Linked DNA regions of Hordeum vulgare: region 1 is linked to region 2. The links are chromatin contacts, called in public Hi-C maps. All regions are on one chromosome and are shown on one strand. Each heading gives the region's core, a stretch centred on a gene start, on an enhancer-like site or on the middle of the called end of the contact. The rest is flanking DNA. Distances are from core to core; before and after follow the strand shown.

Region 1 (6,723 bases), core at 1,857-4,356, 160 kb before region 2:
AGCAGTGCCAAGACCTGAACATGCCAATTTTCAGGATCTTCTTCTTTTGAAACCCGCAAACTAACATGATCATTTGGAACATTAGGTGAAGGACTAAGTATCCACGAGATACGCTCCAGCTTTATCAAGGCATCATCTTTCCAGCGAGATACTTTCCTAAATCGATCACGGAATTTGGATGCCTTTCTCCAGCGTTGTTCAAAATTCTTCAAGACATCATATGCAGCTGGTCCATCAATCTTACAGTGCAAATCATGCCAAGGTTGTCTTGGTCCTTTTGTGCCTGCCTGCATCAAAGTAATACATATGACGATAGGAAGATTAAAACTCAATGAGATTAATGTGGTACAAGACAAGCTCTGGCAGTCAAGCATTCACACATGGCACCAGCTCCCAGAAGCTTACTTCCTCGACATCAACTTGATAAGGATGGAGTAAAACATATTGGCAAAAATGAACTCACCGAAAATGTTGGGTTGTGGAAATCATTTTCAAATACGGTGTTAAGGTCTTTAAAAAGCCTATGTTGAGGAGTATCGTAACGCCCATCACAAAGATCTAGGCCCCCAACGAAAGCAGTAACTTTCCTCTTGTTTCCCGAAGCTTGTGTATCAACCAGCACACATTTTTGGTGGTGAGTAAACAATGTCCCAACAACCTGCAAGATAGTAGTTCAAGATTGCCAAATGTGGCAAAAAAGAGAGCATATGAGTAGCCTGCAGAATACAAAAGATATTCACAAGACTGAAATGATGCTTATTCTGAAAGCAACATGACAGTGACCTCCTGATTTTATTTATATATAAAGCTATCTGTTAAGTTGGTTGGCATCATTTACTATCCATAAGGCACAAACAAATGTATCATGGTTTTAAAGAACATTCAAGTTCTCCTAAAAAGAGGATGCATGAGTAAATATCGACTTGCTTAAGGTTTATGACAATAGCAATTACTTGCAGTCTACCAAAAAAATATAATACATATAAAGTACGAGCATACTGCCTGAACTTGCCTGTTGTTTGAAAATGCTCAGCTTACTGCTGGCATATCGTGGTGAAAGAACACAGATGACTGAGGAATGCTTGAAAAACTTTCTAGTTTCTTCATCATGTGTGCCCATGACACCACCCTGCAAAAGCATAGAAAGGAGGTCTCATTCTCAGATATTATCACACAGAACACCTTAAAGAACAGCACACCGAAAGGAAGGGCATGTATGAATTATGATGGGGATGATAAACTGTGCAGTGCCCGCCCTTCTCTTGAATGAAAATGGGGGCCGTGTGGCCCCTTTAATCAAAAAATTAAACTGTTGAGAGAAGAGCATGTATGAATTATGATGGGGATGATAAACTGTGGAGTGCCCACCCTTCTCTTGAATGAAAATGGGAGCCGTGTGGCCCCTTTAATCAAAAAAACAAACTGTCGAGACTATTTAATAGATTCGGAGAACACGACCGAGGTGTCAGTTCGGAAAAGACATATGGTCATAGATTATGGTAAACTGAAAACAGCGAGAACACTCCCGGACCAAATATCCAGGTTCAGATTTTTTTTGGATAAGAATATTCAGTTTGAGTTTATTGTTGCAAGTGTACAACAGTCATCGGTTCTAGTATTACATTCGTATGAATATGGAAATTACTTATGAACAAGTAACCTCTCAAAAACTTCTGAACAAGTACTAGGTATACTTGACTGAACACTCAAATGCACCAACCTGGGCAATAATAACTCCCTATCTATATGGAACAAAATCCAAAGAATTCCTCGCAATCAAGTCAACATCAAATGCATCCGGGGACGTTTCCGATGTATATAGCCAAACTAAGCAGTGAAATTAGAGGCAGAACTGTCAGGTAGTAATGCCTGACCGTTTTGATGAAGAGCTTGTCATGGGACGTCTTGTCGTCCCAGACGAGCAGGCATACTCTGACGCCCTCCTGCGACTTGAACTTGAGCAGGTCTCCGAGCGTGAGGTTGCCGCCCTCTGGGAGCGGCCTGGACGAGGACGGCTCGCGCACCAGCTTCACCTTGTCGTAGATCGACCAGCCGACGATGTAAATCATATGGTGCGCCTCGAGTATGGCGTGGCAGATGTCCTCCCAGCACTGGTTGTGCTCGAACTTCTTCCCCCGCTCGAGCTGGACGTCCGGCAGGTCCCCCTCGTTGACGTGCGCGTCCTGGTAGAGCGTGACCTTCCCGCCATGGCGGAGCGGGAAGTAGGAGTCCTTGACACCCTGCTGGTCCGGGTCGCCGGGGATGCCGCGGCGGTAGACCGGGTTGGCGGCGAAGGGGCGGAAGCGGTAGCGGATGCAGAGCGCGGTGCGGGGCTTGTAGGTCTTGCCGCTGGGCCCGACGATGGGGACCCACTCCTCGACCTCCTCGGCGGCGGCGACGACCCGGTCGGCGGGGACGGAGGCGGTGCCGATGAGCTGGGCGCCGAAGGTGTCGTTGTCCTTGACCTGGAACTCGAGCACGGTGGCGCGGTGCGCGAGCGGCACGAAGAACTGCTCCTCCCAGGTGGGCTCCTGGCTGTTGGGGATGACGGCGGTGCGCGCGACGACGGCGCCGGCGACGGAGAGCGTGACGTAGGGGTCGCTGGTGATGATCCTGCGGTGGTGGTGGCGGCGGCTGCCGGCCTCCCCAACCCCGCGGCTGGAGGGCGGGGGCTGCCTGGGCGCGCAGGAGGAGGCGGTGCCGCAGGAGGCGAAGCAGCGGCGGATGTGCTCGGAGAACATGTCCATGTTGGGCAGCAGCCGCGCCTCGAGGACCCAGAGGTCGAGGTCCCCGTGCAGGAGCACCGGCTTGGGCGGCGACGGCGACTCGTCCCCGCCCGACGACGCCATCGACGGCGACGCGGACGCGGCAGCTGCTGCCGCGGCGGCCATCTTAAAATCGGTGCCGGTGCCGGTGCCGGGAGGCCCCCCTGTGGTGCAACCGCGACGGCCCCCGCGACGCGGCGGGGATTCCGGTGGGGGAGGCGAGGCCACCCACGCGGCGGACGCGGACCCCGAACGGCAAAGCTGGTAGAGGAGGTGGGTGGTGAGGTGGTGGAGGATCTCGGCGTTGGCAGCCTAGCCTAAAATAGCATGGGTTTTACTTTTCTCCACAGATTAATAGTACTCCTAGTACTAATAACGCATGGGGTTTACGTTCCCACTGCCGATTTCCTCATCTTCATGGCCAAAAACAACATACGTAACTGTGATTCCCACTGCCAATGCAACTCCTTGCCATCATTCATTTCTCTTCATTCCGGGACAGTTACTACATTACATGTCAAAAAAGAAAAGAGAGTCCAAGAAGATTCAAAACGGAATTAGTATAACCCAAGAAATCTCTGCACTGCAGATCAGTCAATGAGGGAAAATATAAGCTCGAACGAACTTTGGAGTGGTACCACGGAGTACTAGTAGTATTTTAACCGAAGGAGTCAAGCGGATTTTTTTTTATGGCGCGCACGCGTAACAAAGAGGGGGAGAAACCGGCTTTTTCCTGGGCGTTGCCGTGTGCTGATGGAACGAACGCGGGCACAACGGTCGCATGTACGGCCAGGCCCGGCGTAACGGGCGCTGACCGGTGGAGCCCGCGAGATCCGATCGGGAGGACCGGGCCCGGCTCCCAGGAGTCAGTCACGCGCGCGGGGGGATCCTCCGTTGCGTGCGCCCAGGTTCAGGTCGGCCGAGTCCTCGTGATCTGGATCCCCGGCGGGATCGACTCTCCCTCCTCTCTCGGTCTCGGGCCGGTGGCCGGTGGGTGGTTGGTGATGAGGTGGTGTGCGGCGGGGCACGTCGCGGGCGTGGTGGAGGCGCGATCGAGGATGTTGATGGCGTGCGCGTTGGGTCGCGTGGCGCCGTGCGGAGCGGGGCGGGGCGGGGCGGGAGCGGGTCAAACAGGGCTGCGAGGTGGCCTCTGCGCTGGAGGGGAGTGCGCGCAGAAAGCCGAGCTGGCGGTCTGGCGGAGGTAGGGTGGGTCCGGCCGTTTTGGCGCCGGGACTCGGTGGCGGGCGGTCGCTCTGTCGGCTTCCGCTCCCGCTCCCCAGCCCAAATCCAACTTCTCCAACGCTCCCGTCAAAAAAGAAAAAAGAAAAAACCACCAACGCTGCCCAAGCCCAACCCGGTGTTAGGGTCCGGCCGTTTTGGCGCCACTATGGATGAAGCGTGCGTGCGTGCGTGCGTGGAGGTTTGTTACCGGCGGGTTCGGCAGTTACTTTCACTCCGGGGTCGTTCGTGTAGGTTTGGCGTCGATTCTTTTCTTTTCTTTTCTTTTCTGAGGGGAGCATCGACGGTTTCCATTTTAGAAACGGGGTTTTGGTGCCATTTTCCTCCGCCCGCCAACCGGTGCAAGGCAGAAGCAGCACGGAAAGCATGACGGTTTAGGTGCGCCGCCCGACCGTCTCGGGATGTCGGTTACACCTCGTCTCGTCTCGTCTGATCTCATCTATCTCTCCCTTCCTAGATATAAGTCTTTTAAGCGATTTCATTTGGTGTAGCAAAATGATTGAATGTATACTTTAAAATATGTCTATATACATCCGTTTGTAGATATCTAGTGAAATCGTTTAAAAGACTTATATTTAGAAACGGAGTGTATGTCACGCGTTCAGTAGCCGGCCGGTTTTGTTGTTTAACCCGTCGTCAGGCACTCAGGCTGTCAGTCTTGCACCGCCGGTTCTGACGCCGAGCTGGGCGAAATGGCGCGCACGACGCGCACGGCGACCATTTCGGATCGCCCAACGGCCCACCTGTCAACGAGAGAACGGATGCGCCAGGTAAGACACGATCACACCGATTCGTTCGGGGAGTCAGCTCATTTTTGCAATGGACTACTTTAATACGAGTACATGATATACAGCCGTAGGTCAACCACATACAGGGGAGCAGGCTAAACTAATGGCGATCTCCTGGCCAGCGGCGGGACACGATCCGCCCTTTGCTGCCGCCGACCAAAGCAAACCTCCTAGTACTCCCCATCATCGTCATTAGTTTTAGTAGTAGTACGTAGTCAAATTAACACTTTACGCGGCACAGTGGCTTCCCTTGGTTGGAAGCGCCGTGCCTGCCTGCCTTGATACAATTACCAACTTTTAAGCCAGTGGGATTTAGTACAAACCTCCGGTGTGGCCCGTCATCATTCGCCGCTGCAGCGCATTGGACGACAGGTATCGTCTTTTTCTTCTTTCACATGGCCGGAGAATTAGAATGGCGCTGGAAAAGTATATCATGAAAATAAATTAGACAGACAGCATTCTTCTGCCCCGGCCGGTGATCAGGCCGCAGCGCATTGGCTGGCTCCTGAGAGCGGTCACCCGTGGAAAGCAAGCAAGCCTTTCTCGTTTTGCTTTCGTGATCTTGTCTTTGCTTGGCTTATTATACTCAGTCAAACGTGCTTGTGTTTCACTTTCACGCCACGGAATTCCGTTACGTCGAGTGACAAAACCGCAAGAGTAGACCCTGCTGTTGTCTTCTCTCTTACCGTACCTTTCCCAGTTTGTTTTTTTGTGTTTTTGTTCTTCTGATGAGGGTTTTTTTTTAAGACAGCAGGAGATCTGATCTGCTGTGATTCAGTTAAGGAGGAAAAAGCCGACGGCCAGTAACAAAGTGACAGAACACAGCGGCGCACAGCCACTTAACAAATATCTACTGTTGCCGGCTTTGCCATGCAACGAAATAAAAGAGCAAAAGATAGAGTCAACCCGGGTCAAAGGTAATAGGACATCCGGCAAGCTTCCAGGCTGCCGCTTCATCTCGGATACGCGTGATCAACGCCGACGCTGGAAGCTCAGTTTTCTTGAAGATTCTCCGGTTGCGTTCTAGCCAGATCTTCCAACAGATCAATATGGCAAGAGCCCAAACTCCTTTTTTACGTCGTGTTTCCAAGTCAGGGGTGGTCAAATCGTGGAACCACACGCTGAGTGGTTTGTCATTTATCCAGGAGGTAGGCTGCAGTGACGGTGTTCGTGCAGATACAGCTATTGCATTCCAAACCCTCCTCGACCATGGTCACTCAGAGAGGAGGTGCGCGGCTGTCTCTAATGATCGGATGCATAGAGGGCAAAAATAGTTATTGTCCCAACCTCTCAGTAATAAGATGTCTGCTGTGAGGATCTTCCTCTGCATGGCTGTCCATAGAAAAATCTTGCATTTGGGGGGCGCCCATGCCCGCCATATTGAGGTGTGCAGGTTGTATTTTATCATCCCCTCGAACTGCAATAAGTAGGCTGATCTGGCAGAATATTTTCCGTTAGAGGTTAGCTTCCATGTGATGGAGTCGTTGATCGCTGTGCGCAGAGTTATTTGCTCCAACAGTTCGGAGAGATTAATAAGCTCGTCCATCATGTCATCATTCCAGTTCCACTGTAGGTCTTTTATCCAATTATCTCTCAATAGCGCGTCATGGACTGTTCTACCTTTCCTGGATGAGCTTGCAAACAGATTTGGTGCAATGTCTCTTGGTGCCATCCCATGTAGCCATGCATCTTTCCAAAAAAGAGTTGTTTTACCATCCCCTAAGCAGACATTGGTAGCTTCGGCAAATATGGCAAAGTATTTATCATCACATGGTCCTGCAATTCCAGAGTTGTGAAAATTGGGGCTGGTCCATCTTAGCCATACCCATCTCAGTCTTAGGGCCCAAGCAAACTTCTCCATGTCATGTAGGCCAAGACCTCCCAGCCATCTTGGGCGGCAGACGACATCCCACCTTACCCTACATTGCCCT
Region 2 (7,245 bases), core at 2,326-4,825:
GTAGGGGCATTGTTGCGAAAAGTGCCAAAAAAGTCCCAAAAAGACCCTTCCACAGGGACTTCTTCAAATAGTCCCAAATACCCCCTTTTAGTCCCTAAAAGTCCCTCCTATTTGTTTCACATGGAACTTTTTGGGACTTTTTTGAGTCCCTACACCAAAAAGTCCATGGAAACAAACACCCCCTAAGACTTTCTAGATATTCCACTACAGACTATATACAGTGCAAAATAAATGAAATCATACTCTAAAATATGTCTATATACATCCGTATATAGTTTGAAGTGAAATCTCTAAAACGACTTATATTTAAGAATGGAGAGAGTAAAATTCTTCATTAGATCCTCGTATGGGAGCTTTTAGCCTTGTACGTGTCATTTATTGTTGTAGATGTCCGATGCGCCTTTAGATCTGCAAGTTAACCTAGCTAATGAAGATGAGAGGAGGAAGAAAATAAATAAGATAGCAACTAGGTTTAGTAACTACCATGTTGATTTGTTTCTTCCCTTTTTTCCAGTGTTTACAATATCGCTTATTATTAGCGTTACGGGATACGGTAAGTAAACCGACTCAAATTATAATAAATAAAAATTAATAAAATAAAAAACAACAGAGCTCCATGGGAAATCATTGAACACCTCAATTGTAGAGGAGAGCTCAAAAATTAGAGTGCATAGAGTATTGCGTAGATGATAAAAGAATCGAAGTACGAGCCCCTTAAATCATTTACTCGGTCAAAATCAGTGACTTTATTCTATTGGGATTGTATGCGTGTTCTAGTATGTGTGTTCTAGTTTAAAACCCTCTCATTTCCTAGTGGTGTTGTATGTGTGTTCTAGTTTTAGAGAGTCAACATTCAATTAAGATTTCCTATTGGGATTGAGTCACCTGATTTTGACCGGATCAATAATTTCTTAAAACTATGTCATTCAATTTTTTATACTATAGAATATGCTTCCTAATTTTTAAGGTCTCATAATTAATTGATGTCTTCAGTTTAGAATTCAGTTAGCCTAATTTTAATCGGGTCAACAATTTCTCAAGGGCTCATCCATTCAATTATTTTAATTCCTCGTGTTCCCATTTTGAAACTTTTTAATTCAATTGAGGTATTTAATTTTGGATTTGAATAACAAATTTGATCGGGCCAACAATTTTTCCAATCATTTAGCATCAAGCGGCCTATAAAAACATACCAATCACACGCTAAATGTACGCTATTTAGAGAATAACACAGAACAACACCACAAAAGGCCAATCAAATCATCATAATATAAATAAAAATAGAGCATACTCCATCATCTCTCTCACTCACTATACTAAATATTCCATCAGTTATAACATATAAGGGGTGTTATTTTTTGGAAAGTCAAGTTTCTTTGACTTTGACCAAGTTTGGAGCAAAAAATCGACATCCACAACATTAAATCAAAAAAAGTACAGAAAATCATTTCATGATGAATCAGACCAGATATTATAGTTTTTTTTATATTTTTCTACAAATTAGATTAAATTAAAAGGTTTGAATTTTCAAAAAAGTAATACACCTTATATTATGAAACCGAGTGAGTATTTTTTTAAGAAATCTAACAACACCAACAACGAAACAAAGCGCGTACAACACTTCTAGTATTAGATGATAAAATAATTGAAGATGGAGCCCTTCAAATCATTGACCGGGTCAAAATCAATGACCAAATTTTAAGTTGAAGACCTCAATTACATGTAAGGCCGTAAAAGTTAGGGAGCATAGCAGTGTATTAGGAGAACGTATCATGCGCACCTAGCGGACTATTGCACCAATCGAGCTTCATCAGGCTCAAGTACAAAGAGGTGATCTGGTTTGTTTGACACCCACCGCCGTTGCCTCCACAGCGGTGCCTCGATTTTGTCTTTGGCAGTGGAGGATAGCTTATACGGAGTAATTGTTTGTTTTGTACGTAGTTACAACCATTTATAGCTGACCAATCTTCATTGTAACAATTATAGCTGACCAATTCTCCCCTTATGCCACGATCAGATCATTAGACTGGTGGCTAATAAGGATTTATCGAGTTTACGTGGACTTAGAAATGTTAGTGTGAGACAGCTTTCTCTAAGGCTTTGTACAATGCAAGGTGTTTAGGAAAGATGCTTAGACAAATAAATCAATTTTTTAAAGACTAACATTTATTTATACAGGATAGACATTCAATTAATTATCCCTAGAGATAAACATCGATACTTAAAAATTAGTTTATTTTGTTAGTATTTTTTTTAACACCTTGAATTGTACAAGGCCTAAATTATACAGTCATTTCATAAAAGTTTTTGACAGGTTTGGAGTTCCTCTATATATAAGCAAATAAATCACCGTTGTATATATGCCCGTTGCATCAAAGAAAAGAAAAACATATTTGTATTTCCTTTTTCTACTTTTGTATACCTTTTTTCAATGAAGAATTAAACTTCGTGTGACAAAGTAAATTTTACTGTATATTTAACGAACGAATTGGGTGTGCCATTAATCAGGTAATGGGACAGAAGGTGATGTGGTAGGTGGTGGCGCCGGCGCAGGTGAAGGTGGAGCTGGCGTCGTCGTAGGCGTAGCTGTAGGCGGACGGGCAGGCGGTCTTGAATACCCGCGAGTAGTTCGTGGGGCCGCACGCCGTCGGCGTGCCGTAGTCGCCAGTGCAGCAGTAGCGCGCGCTGCCGTAGGCGTTGCACGCGCTCTTGCAGGCCACCACCTCGCCGGAGCCGGACACCACGCGCAGGTCCGACGGGCACACAGCGTTCACGTCGCCCGCGCACGCCGCGGCGCGGCAGGCACCGCCGTCCCCATTGTTGTCGGGCGCGATGGAGAGGGGCAGGTTGAAGCCGTCGACGAGGCTGGCGTCGTAGAAGTCCAGGCCTCCTCCGCCCGGAGCGGCGAGGGTGACCTCGGCGAGCGTGACGGGCGGGGCGGGCCCGCGGCCGGCGCAGGCGACACCGCCGGTGCCACAGTCGGCGGTGGCGCAGGCGAGGCGGCCAGTGGAGGAGTCGACGGCGCAGCCGGTGCGGGCCCAGAAGTTGCCGGACCAGGCGCCGGATGACGGGGCGGCGATGGCGTCGGTGGCGCCGGAGGCGAGGTAGAAGCCGGTGCGGGCGAGCGGCGGCGATGTGGCGCCGTTGAGAGCGCCCACCCACACCGGGTGCGCGCACGCGTTGTGGAAGCTGAACGACCTCGCCGCCGACCCACCGCTGGTGGCGACGCCGAGGAGAAGGACGATGATCAGGTGGAGAGGAAAGAGTTTGATCAGCTGCCTGCACGTGCTGCAGGTGGAGATAGCTCCATTGTTTTTCTTGCCGGCGGCGGCAATGGGCGTCATCTCATCAGCAGTTGGAGACGAGAAGAAGGCCGGTCACGAGAAGAACACCTCGATACGATTGATCGATCCATCCATCTATCTCGTCGAATTTATAAGCGGTACGTGCCAACCTACAAGAAACGAGTAGGACGTACATGTCATTCACGCACGAAACCATCCATGAACCATATGCAGGTAGATGTGGGTAGCTAGCTAGGATAGGTGCTAGGGGTTGCGTACGTGGAGGAGAAAAACTGAATTACACATTTCGTGTCGAATTTATTAGTTAGTTTTGGTGGCTCGTGTACATACGCTTGTCGCTTGGCATGGGTCAACCACCACAAGCCACGATGCAGCCCTCCTTTCTCTCTCTCTCGTAGTGCTTCTCCTCCGTCGCGATTGCGACGGCGCTTGGCGAAGCCCTTCGAAATCGCACCACCACCATCGTCACCTCGTCGTCATGCTGCCGGAGAACTCAACTGCTACTTCACCTACGCTCGTTGGATCGAGGTGGTGAAGGCATCATCGAGTTGTACGTGTGTTGAACGCAGAGTTGTTGTCTGTTCGGCGCTAGATCGTGACGGGTCGTGATTGGATCACGGACGGATCGTGATTGGATCGTGAAGAAATTCGACTATATCAAACGCGTTTATTAACGCTTCCACTTAGTGATCTACAAGGTTATCTAGATGCACTCCCCCTCTCGGAGTTGTTCATCTCCATAGATATATCTTGGGTATTCGTAGGATTTTTTTGTTTTCCATACAACGTTCCCCAACAGTGAAACCATAGCTAGGTCTATGCGTAGATAACATGCACGAGTAGAATACAAAGTGTTTGTGGGCATTGATGTTGATGTTACTTATTTCATCAGTCTTATTTTTATTTGGCGATATTGTGGGATGAAGCGGCCCAGACCAACCTTACTTGTCCACGCACAAGAGACCGGTTCCACCGACTCACATGTAACTTGGTTGAATAAAGGTGGCTGACGGGTGTCTGTCTCTCCCACTTTAATTGAATCAGATTCGACAAAGGCGATCCTTGTGGAAGGTTAAGGGCCTGTTTGGTTGGAGGCTAATTTTGCCAAGCCAAAGTGTGGCAAGCCATTAAAGTGTGGTAAGCCACAAAACGTGGCTGAAAAAACGAACGCCAAACTTTGGCAAAAGTTGGCCAAAAAATTGACTCTATGACAAATGGACCATAGGGACAATAAAGTGTGGCAAGCCAAAGTGTGGCAAAAACCAAACATATGCCAACTAAACTGTGGATGTCAAAATCTGGCTTGACAAAGTGTGGGTGGGAACCAAACATGCCCTAAATAACAAATTGAATATCATTGTTATGGCTTTGCGTATGTAAGAACGATTCTTGTTAGTTGCCCATAGGAGCCACGTAAAACTTGCAACAATAAAGTAGAGGACATCTAACTTGATTTTGTAGTGCAGGTTGTGATGTGATATGGCCAAAGACATGATGTGGTATATGTGATGTTTGAGATGATCATGTTTTGTATAGATTAGCACGACTTGCATGTTGATGAGTACGGCAACCGGCAGGAGCGATAGGGTTGTCTTTAATTTATTTGTGCCTTTTGCTTTATTTTATCGCCATGAGTTAGCAATAGTTGTAGAAGCAATAGTTGGCGCAACAACCACACGGCTTGATCCCTAGTAGCCACTATGTTATGAGATTGATGTTACTATTACTTTTCTATGCTTAATGTTTGTCAATAAGGCCCAAGTGTCATGATTTCGTATCTAAACTTATTACGTTATCTCTAAATATGAAAAGTATCTGGATCCTATCTTGCAAGTTGTATGCACCTATTACGTGTCTTGATCCGCATGCCACAAGGTGAAAATATTTGGGATTCTTTCCGATGATTGTCGTAGTTTGAGGAGTTCATGTATTCACTATGTGTTAATGCTTTGTTCTGGTTCTATCTTAATACGAGGTCTTAATATCACTAAGTTTCCAATAGGACCCCGCTGTCACGGGAGGGTAGGACAAAAGATGGCATGCAAGTTCTTATCGCAAGCACATACGACTATATACGAAATATGCGCCTACATTATAGTAGGTTATAAAGATTGGCCCGAGCAATTTGTACGAGTTCGGTGATCGCCTCCAAGGGTTGCCATTTGTATGGGTTCGGTGACCGCCCTCAAGGGTCCCTTAGCGGGATCACATCATCCTGCATTATGCGAGGGCGTTAGGAGATTACGGTGGCCCTAATGGCTTCTTGGTGAGCATTGTGCCTCCACACCGCTCTGAACGGAGATCGACATCTGTAAGGGTGTGAACTTCGGGATACATCCTCATCTCTCGTGCCTCGGTTATCTCTTACCTGAATCCTTTACTTATGCACTTAACTTTGTGATAGCCATATTGTTTCATGTTATATATCGTGTTGTCACTCAGTTGTTTATCTTGCTTAGCATAAGTTGTTGGTGCACATAGATGAGCCTAATTGTTTTAGGTTTTGTGTTTGACTAATTAAATGTTGGTTTTATTCTACATTTGTTCAAGCCTAAAACGTAAATTGTTTTAAAAGCGCCTATTCACTCCCCTCTATGCGACATCCACGCTCTTTCATATTGTTTCTACACTAGAATCCTGAAGTCCAGTCCTACATGTTTGTTACATGATACGTCTCCAACGTATCTATAATTTTTGATGGTTTCATGCTATTATCTTGTCAAACTTTGGATGTTTTGTATGCCTTTTATATCTTTTTTGGGACTAACTTATTAACTCAGTGCCAAGTGTCAGTTCCTGTTTTTTCCGTGTTTTTTACCCTTTTCAGAGGAGGATTTTAAACGGAGTCCAAACGGAATAAAACTTTCGAAAAGAATTTTTTTCGGAACAGAAGATACGTAGAAAGCTTAGGAACCAAGGCAGGGAGTCCCGGGGGAGGCCACAAGCCCCCATGGCGCGGCCAATGGGGCCGGGCCTCCCAGGCTTATGGGCTCCTTGGGCCTCCCGTGCCCTAGATCCTTCGCCTATAAATTCCCAAAAATCCCAAAAAATAAGGGGAGCCACGAAAACACTTTTCCGCCGCCGCAAGCTTCTGTCTCCGCAAGATCCCATCTGGGCACGTTCTGGTGCCCTGCCGGAGGGGAGATTTGGATACGGAGGGCTTCTTCATCAACATCATAACCTCTCCGATGATGTGTGAGTAGTTCACCACAGACCTACGGGTTCATACCTAGTAGCTAGATGGCTTCTTCTCTCTCTTGGATCTTCAATACAAAGTTCTCCATGATCTTCATGGAGATCTATCAGATATAATCTTCTTTTGCGGTGTGTTTGTCGAGATCCGGTGAATTGTGGATTTATGATCAGATTATCTATGAATCTTATTTGAGTTTCTTCTAATCTCTCTTATGCATGATTTCATATCCTTGTAATTCTCTTCGAGATGTGGGTTTTGTTTGGCCAACGTGATCTATGATTCTTGCAATGGGAGAAGTGCTTGGTTTTGGGTTCATACCGTGCGGTGACCTCACCCAGTGATAGAAGGGGTAGCGAGGCACGCAGCGTGTTGTTGCCAACAAGGGTAAAAAGATGGGGTTTTCATCATTGGTTTGAGTTTACCTCTACATCATCTCATCTTGCTTAAAGCGTTACTCTGTTCATCATGAACTCAATACACTAGGTGCATGCTGGATAGCGGTCGATGTGTGGAGTAATAGTAGTAGATGCAGAAAGTATCGGTCTACTTGTCTCGGACGTGATGCCTGTATGTATGATCATTGCCTTAGATATCGTCATGACTTTTCGCGGTTCTATCAATTGCTCGACAGTAATTTATTCACCCATCGTAATATTTTCTATTTTGAGAGAAGCCTCTAGTGAACACTATGGCCCCCGGATTTACTTCACACCATATTTTCAGCCTTACTCTTTTACTTCGTTG

What was found. A called contact is a pair of places that touch in the nucleus more often than the background predicts.
Region 1: a Hi-C map of leaf shows a contact between it and region 2, with 4 times the contacts expected there. The contact joins the promoter of LOC123400213 here to the promoter of LOC123398463 in region 2. A contact is called at or near these places in 2 of 6 Hi-C or Micro-C datasets (both in leaf).

Annotation. Positions count from the first base shown.
Region 1 is chr5H:506,693,162-506,699,884 of MorexV3_pseudomolecules_assembly, reverse strand. LOC123400213 (phospholipase D delta) reads right to left here and starts at 3,106. Exons shown (of 10, transcript XM_045094640.1): 1 at 1,875-3,106; 2 at 1,013-1,129; 3 at 464-658; 4 at 15-287. The coding sequence starts at 2,891.
Region 2 is chr5H:506,533,499-506,540,743 of MorexV3_pseudomolecules_assembly, reverse strand. It overlaps LOC123398463 (thaumatin-like protein 1b), which reads right to left and starts at 3,575. Exons shown (of 1, transcript XM_045092931.1): 1 at 2,382-3,575. The coding sequence starts at 3,344. The coding sequence ends at 2,505.